2 separate regions of the Gossypium hirsutum genome follow, and region 1 is linked to region 2. Evidence: chromatin contacts called from public Hi-C data. All regions are on one chromosome and are shown on one strand. The core of a region is the stretch at or near the end of the contact, and the rest is flanking DNA. Distances in the headings are between cores, read along the strand shown. Region 1 holds the start of LOC107913697 (protein RRP6-like 2). Region 2 holds the start of LOC121209839 (plant cysteine oxidase 2).

Region 1 (2,738 bases), core at 131-2,630, 150 kb before region 2:
TACATTAAATATTTTTCACATATATATTTATAGCCTAAGTTTTAGTTTCTTCAAAAATTATATTTTTTTGTCAAAAAATAAATTATACATTTTATATATATATGTAAATATATCTCATTCATATAAATATATTTATACGTAAGTATAAATTTTAAAATTATTAATTAGGTTGAATAATTCAATTTAGTAATTTTTATTTTTAAATATAATTATGGAAAAATAAAATGGGTAAAATAAAAATATTAAAAAATAGTTTGAAATGCCAAAATTTTGTAGAAACCAGTACGGGCAAAAACAGGCCGATATTGATTGAAATTGGACGAAATACACTGAAATGACCAAAGTGCACCTAAATTGTGATCGAAATAAAACATAGAATACTTGGTATTGGTTTAAGACTGAAACAATACAGACCAATATTAGTACGATATCAACTACCACGATCAAAAGTGAAAGACAATTTAAATTAAAAAAAAAGGTTAACTCCGGCCAGTTTAAAAATAATCTAATTGAAATTAATATTTTTAATCATTTAATTTTTTTAAAACAAGTTTGATATCCCACAATAAAAATTAGTAAACAATTTTTATTTTTTATTTTTCTTTTGCAAAAAATAGAACCTGCTTATAGCTTAATAAAATAAATTATATTATATTAATTTATTTTAAAAAAATTATATTATCCCCTCGTCATATAGTTTAATTATATTCTGTATTTAATTTTAATTAATGTTAAACATGTTTTACAACAACGCTTAATTTTTCGATTTTTTTTCCCAAACATGTTTTATAACTTGAATTATCACTTAAAATTTTTTATATTTAATTTTTTAGTACTTAAATTTTTCTGTTTTTCAAATAGAGGGTTATATTTTATTGACTAAACTAATTTTCTTAGAACAAATATGAAAAAATGTAAAATTATTTCCTTAATTAAATTTATGTATTTTTACAAAAGCTGTGGATTTAATTTTTGTATTAGAATTTGGTAATTTTTAGATTTTATATTTTTAAAATTTTTAAATTTCAACGCTCTCTAAATGATAAATATTAAATTAAGTTCTACTATTTCTAAATTCTGATTCAACAAATATATTATTATATGTGTAATATTATGTTAACATGTTATTTTCACATATTCCTTACTAAAAATCATGTTAATGGATTAACGATTGTAATTTTTATTAATACTGAAATTTTAAATTTTGATAAGTATAGGGACTTAAAATGACTTAGTTGGAGAATATGAACTAAATTTACAAACGTATGCATATTACAAAACTTATAATTGTATTTAACTAAACAAATTTAATTGCTGTTGTTTGGTTCAGAACTAAATTTTCAAACTCTAAATATTGTAATGACTAAAATTTACCAATTTAAAATTATAAGGACTAAAATTGATCAAAGTAAAGTATAAAAACAAAATACACAATTTTCATAAAGTGTAAAGACTAATAGCAGAATTTAACCCAAAGAAAACCAAAAATTTCTAAAACCCTAATATGCTTTTTCTACACTACAACCCTAACACAACGATGAACGACTACGACGATCAGATAACAATGGAAGCCCAATCTCAACCTTCAGAGAATTCTCAAATTCTTCAAACGTTAGCTCTAGGTCCTCTCTCTTCTTCTCTTTCTTCACTCTCTTCCTCTTCTCCAACCCTCCCTTCCAATCAAGACTTTCATTTCTTCAACAACTTCTCCGATTTCAAGCTTCCCATCGATCAAATCGCCAAAACATCCGATTCTTTGCTTGAATCCATTGGCGCTTCGGCTAAAATCTGGGGCGCCAACAAGGCCATCAATTTCCCTAGCAACCTTGACAGCATAGCCGATGATGAAGCTTATGATTGGCTCGTTGATATCAACGACGAACTTTTGGAACGATTTGACGTTTCCATCGACGAATTTCATAAGATTCGAAAGAAAGAAGAGGAAACGGGCCGGTTTATTGGGTCGGATCCTGACAATAATGGGTTTCAGTTGGTTTACGGGAAGAAAAAGAAGAAAATTAACGGTGGTTTATTGAGTGACTCGGTTGGTGTGTCAGTGAGTGGGAAGGAAGGTGGGTTTTCGGGTTCTTCTGGAGTGAAGGTGAAGAAAGAGGCATTGGCTACGGGGACGACTGGGAAAGCTAAGGTGCCATTTCATATACCAATGATACGGAAGCCTCAGGAAGAGTATAATATACTTGTGAATAATTCGAATCAGCCTTTTGAACATGTTTGGTTGCAGAGGAGTGAGGATGGGCAGCGTTTTGTTCATCCATTGGTTGGTCTTTGTTTCCCCGTTTAATCCGTCTTTATGGAGTTCTGTCTGTTCTTTTCTTTTGGGGTTAATCACTATGTTATTACTGTTTCCTAAATTCTTTCACAACATTTCTGCTTTTAGTTGGTTACGTATGTTATAGGATTACCTCACAGGTTCACTTTTGTTTGGTTAGTTCAATAAGTGTTGAGTTTCATATGTTTGTCGGATAACTTCATAATTTTTCTATACCGAGGTGCAAAGGGCAAAAAAGCGCTTCCTTGAGTAAACTGAGGAATATGTCTATGTATGTGTTTTGTGTATCTTTGTCTATATAAAAAAATAAGCTTAAGATATTCTGATAATGAACTCAAAAGGTGGTCCAATTTATCTTAGAAAAATGCTTCTTCTTTTTTTTTGACCAATATGCATGTTTCTTGCGGTCTCATGTTTGTTGTTGATTTTTTTGTTCATTGTCTGTTGT
Region 2 (2,904 bases), core at 252-2,751:
AATTTTTTTTAATTTTATTTTTCATATAGAAAATTTAAAAAATATAATACGCCAAATATACTAAAAATATTAAAATAAATGTTTCCCAACAAATTGAAAATAAATTAAAAAATCTTTACACTTAAATAACACTAAGATAAATGCAACTTAACAAACAAATACCTATAAAATTATAGCAAAATTACCAATAAAGCAAATGTTATATGTTATCCAAATAATAGTAGCAATATAATAGTGAAATGGTAGTAAAATAGCGATGAAAGTGGAAAAACAATAGCAAAACATGGAAAGATAGCAACAAAACAATAGGGTTTTTTTTATTATTGCAAATTCAGGCAGGGTAGGGCTCGGGCCGCAGAAACCTTCGGGCCGCAGAAACCTTACTTGAGGCCCGACCCATTTCCTACATAGGCCTTATTTTTTACCCAAGTCTATTTTCTGAGCATATATTTTTACCTAAACTTTCTCATTTTTCGGGTGAGCCTTCGGACTTGGCCAGTAATATTGATTCAAACTCACATAAACACAAAAATATTATTATATTTTTCATCAATTTTTCTAAGGGTAAACTACAAAAATAGTCACTTTTGTTTGCCTCATGTTACATTTTAGTCACTTAAGTTATTATTTTGTTACGAAGTGATCAATCTTCCGTTAAGTTCTGTTATCTTTCTAACGGTAATCCTACGTGGCAGTCCAACTAGATATTAGTGAATCTGCTAATACATACTACATCCGGATAAAGTATGCATTATTAAAATTAAATTAAAATATTAAATAAGAAATAAAATTATAAAACAATATGTTATTTGGAAAATAACTATTATTGTAATGAGATACATGTTTTATTAGGTATAAGTATTTAAAATTTTATTTTTGTAATATGATACATGCGTAAATATATATATAATCATATTAGTGAATCTGCTAATACGTACTTCATCCGGACGAAGTATGTATTAGCAGATTCACTAATATCTAGTTAGACTGCCACGTAGGATTACCGTTAGGGAGTTATAACAGAACTTAACGAGAAAGTTATCACTTCATAACAAAATAATAACATAAGTGATTAAAACGTAACATTTCAAATATAAATGACTAAAATGTAACATGAGGTAAACAAAAGTGACTATTTTTTTAGTTTACCTATTTTTCTAATATTAAATCTAATACACTGATTTGAATCCATGTAAATGTAATACTGTTTTCATTATTAAAAACAAATTTTTATTTCTATATTTCAATTTTCTAAAAAAAAAAACATCAACCAAACCCACCTAATCTTTTCGTATTTGTAACCTTAATATTACCCCCAACATGTGAGGTGGCAAATTTTACTTTATTTCTAATTTTGGCCCAAAAATATCTTAAAGAATAGGCAAGTAAGAAGGGCCAATTTCGTCAATTACTAATCGTTAAAATTCCAAACTTTTTATCATCAAAATAAAAAAACCAGGGGTGGCTTAAGATAACAGGCAGTTTTCAACTCTCAATCTTGGGGGCGCGAACTTAAATATAAATAATTAAATTTAATTTAAAAAAAAAACCCAGCCTTCTCTTTTCGCTTTTTCTACAGGTTTTCTTTATTTTTAAATGCTTTTTAATGAGCTGTATTTTATTTTATTTTTCAAATCGAAAACTATAAAATTAAAAGGTTTTTTTTTCTTCCCTGTTTTTCATGGCCCCTAGTTTTGCTCTCTCTCCCACCCTTATATACCACCTTTGCACCTTTCTTTCCCAACAGTTAACTATCTTCGCATTTTCTCATAGATTTCTCCCCCCCTTTTCTTTTTTCTCTTTCTTTGCTAATATCAATCTTTATCTTCTTCTTCCTCCAAACGAACTCATTAACACAAACTTCTTTTTTCCCTTGGGACAAACTTTGTTTTGAAATCTTCTGGGTTTTGCATGAAAATAGTGTTTTCCCAATAAGAATCATCTATGACGGTGGAAACTGGTGGATTGGTGGAGCAAAGCAAAAATAATATCACGACGACTGTAAAGCATGTAAACAACAGGGTTAGGTATGGTAACAAGACGGAGAAGAAGAACAGATCATATAAGAAGATGAGAAGAGAGGTTGTGTTTCCAAGAGTTCCTGATGTATTGCAACAACTCTTTGTTTCTTGTACACAAATCTTCAGAGGCCCTGGATTTGTCCCTCCTGCTTCTGATGTAAACAAGCTATGCGATATTCTTGGTAAGTTATCAGCAAAATTCACTTCAAAATCTAGGTTCTAGGATTTCTGCTAAAATTTTGACTTATAGGCCATCTGATCTAAGTCCAGAAACTCCCAGTTTCGTTATTTATTAATATTGATATGGATCATGGTTTTGTATTTGTACTTGCACGTTGTATTTTAGATTTTTTATGGTAAAAAAGTAAAAAAAAAACCACCTTTTCTGTCAATTACAACTGTCAAAATAAATGATTTTTTTTATTTTACCTAAGTTTAAACTGAATATTCTAAAACAACGCATGAGTTGCTGTAGACACCGATGTTTGTTTCTTGTGTTTGTGGGGGTTCCATTGGGCATTTAGAATCTGATTCAGCCCTAGCAATGGAAAGGAGGGAAAAGAAGGGAGATTTGATTGATAGTAATGCATGAATGTGGTGTGGTCGCATCACACATGTTGCCTCCTTAGTGGATACGCATACCAAATTTAATAACAGAACGGATCCAAAATATTGGAGTAGGGGTAGGAAATTATTTGTTTTGTTTAGGGCATATATCAATCTTTTGTCACGTGACAATGTGATCTCCCATAACCTTGTGTGAAAATTATGTTAAAAATCGAAAGTAAATAAATAATTGGGTATTCACATGCCTTCTTATTCTTGGACCCCAAGCTTTTCAATTGTTTCATATTGGACCCCCCAAATTAGGCTTTAATGCGAT

What was found. Hi-C and Micro-C count contacts between places; a contact is called where the count stands out from the background.
Region 1: a contact with region 2 is called in a Hi-C map of leaf, with 3 times the contacts expected there. The contact joins the promoter of LOC107913697 here to the promoter of LOC121209839 in region 2. A contact is called at or near these places in 13 of 34 Hi-C or Micro-C datasets (anther, fibers, leaf and 2 more).

Annotation. Positions count from the first base shown.
Region 1 is chrA11:93,599,799-93,602,536 of Gossypium_hirsutum_v2.1, reverse strand. It overlaps LOC107913697 (protein RRP6-like 2), which reads left to right and starts at 1,380. Exons shown (of 14, transcript XM_016842357.2): 1 at 1,380-2,278. The coding sequence starts at 1,505.
Region 2 is chrA11:93,453,094-93,455,997 of Gossypium_hirsutum_v2.1, reverse strand. LOC121209839 (plant cysteine oxidase 2) reads left to right here and starts at 1,501. Exons shown (of 5, transcript XM_041081555.1): 1 at 1,501-2,203. The coding sequence starts at 1,945.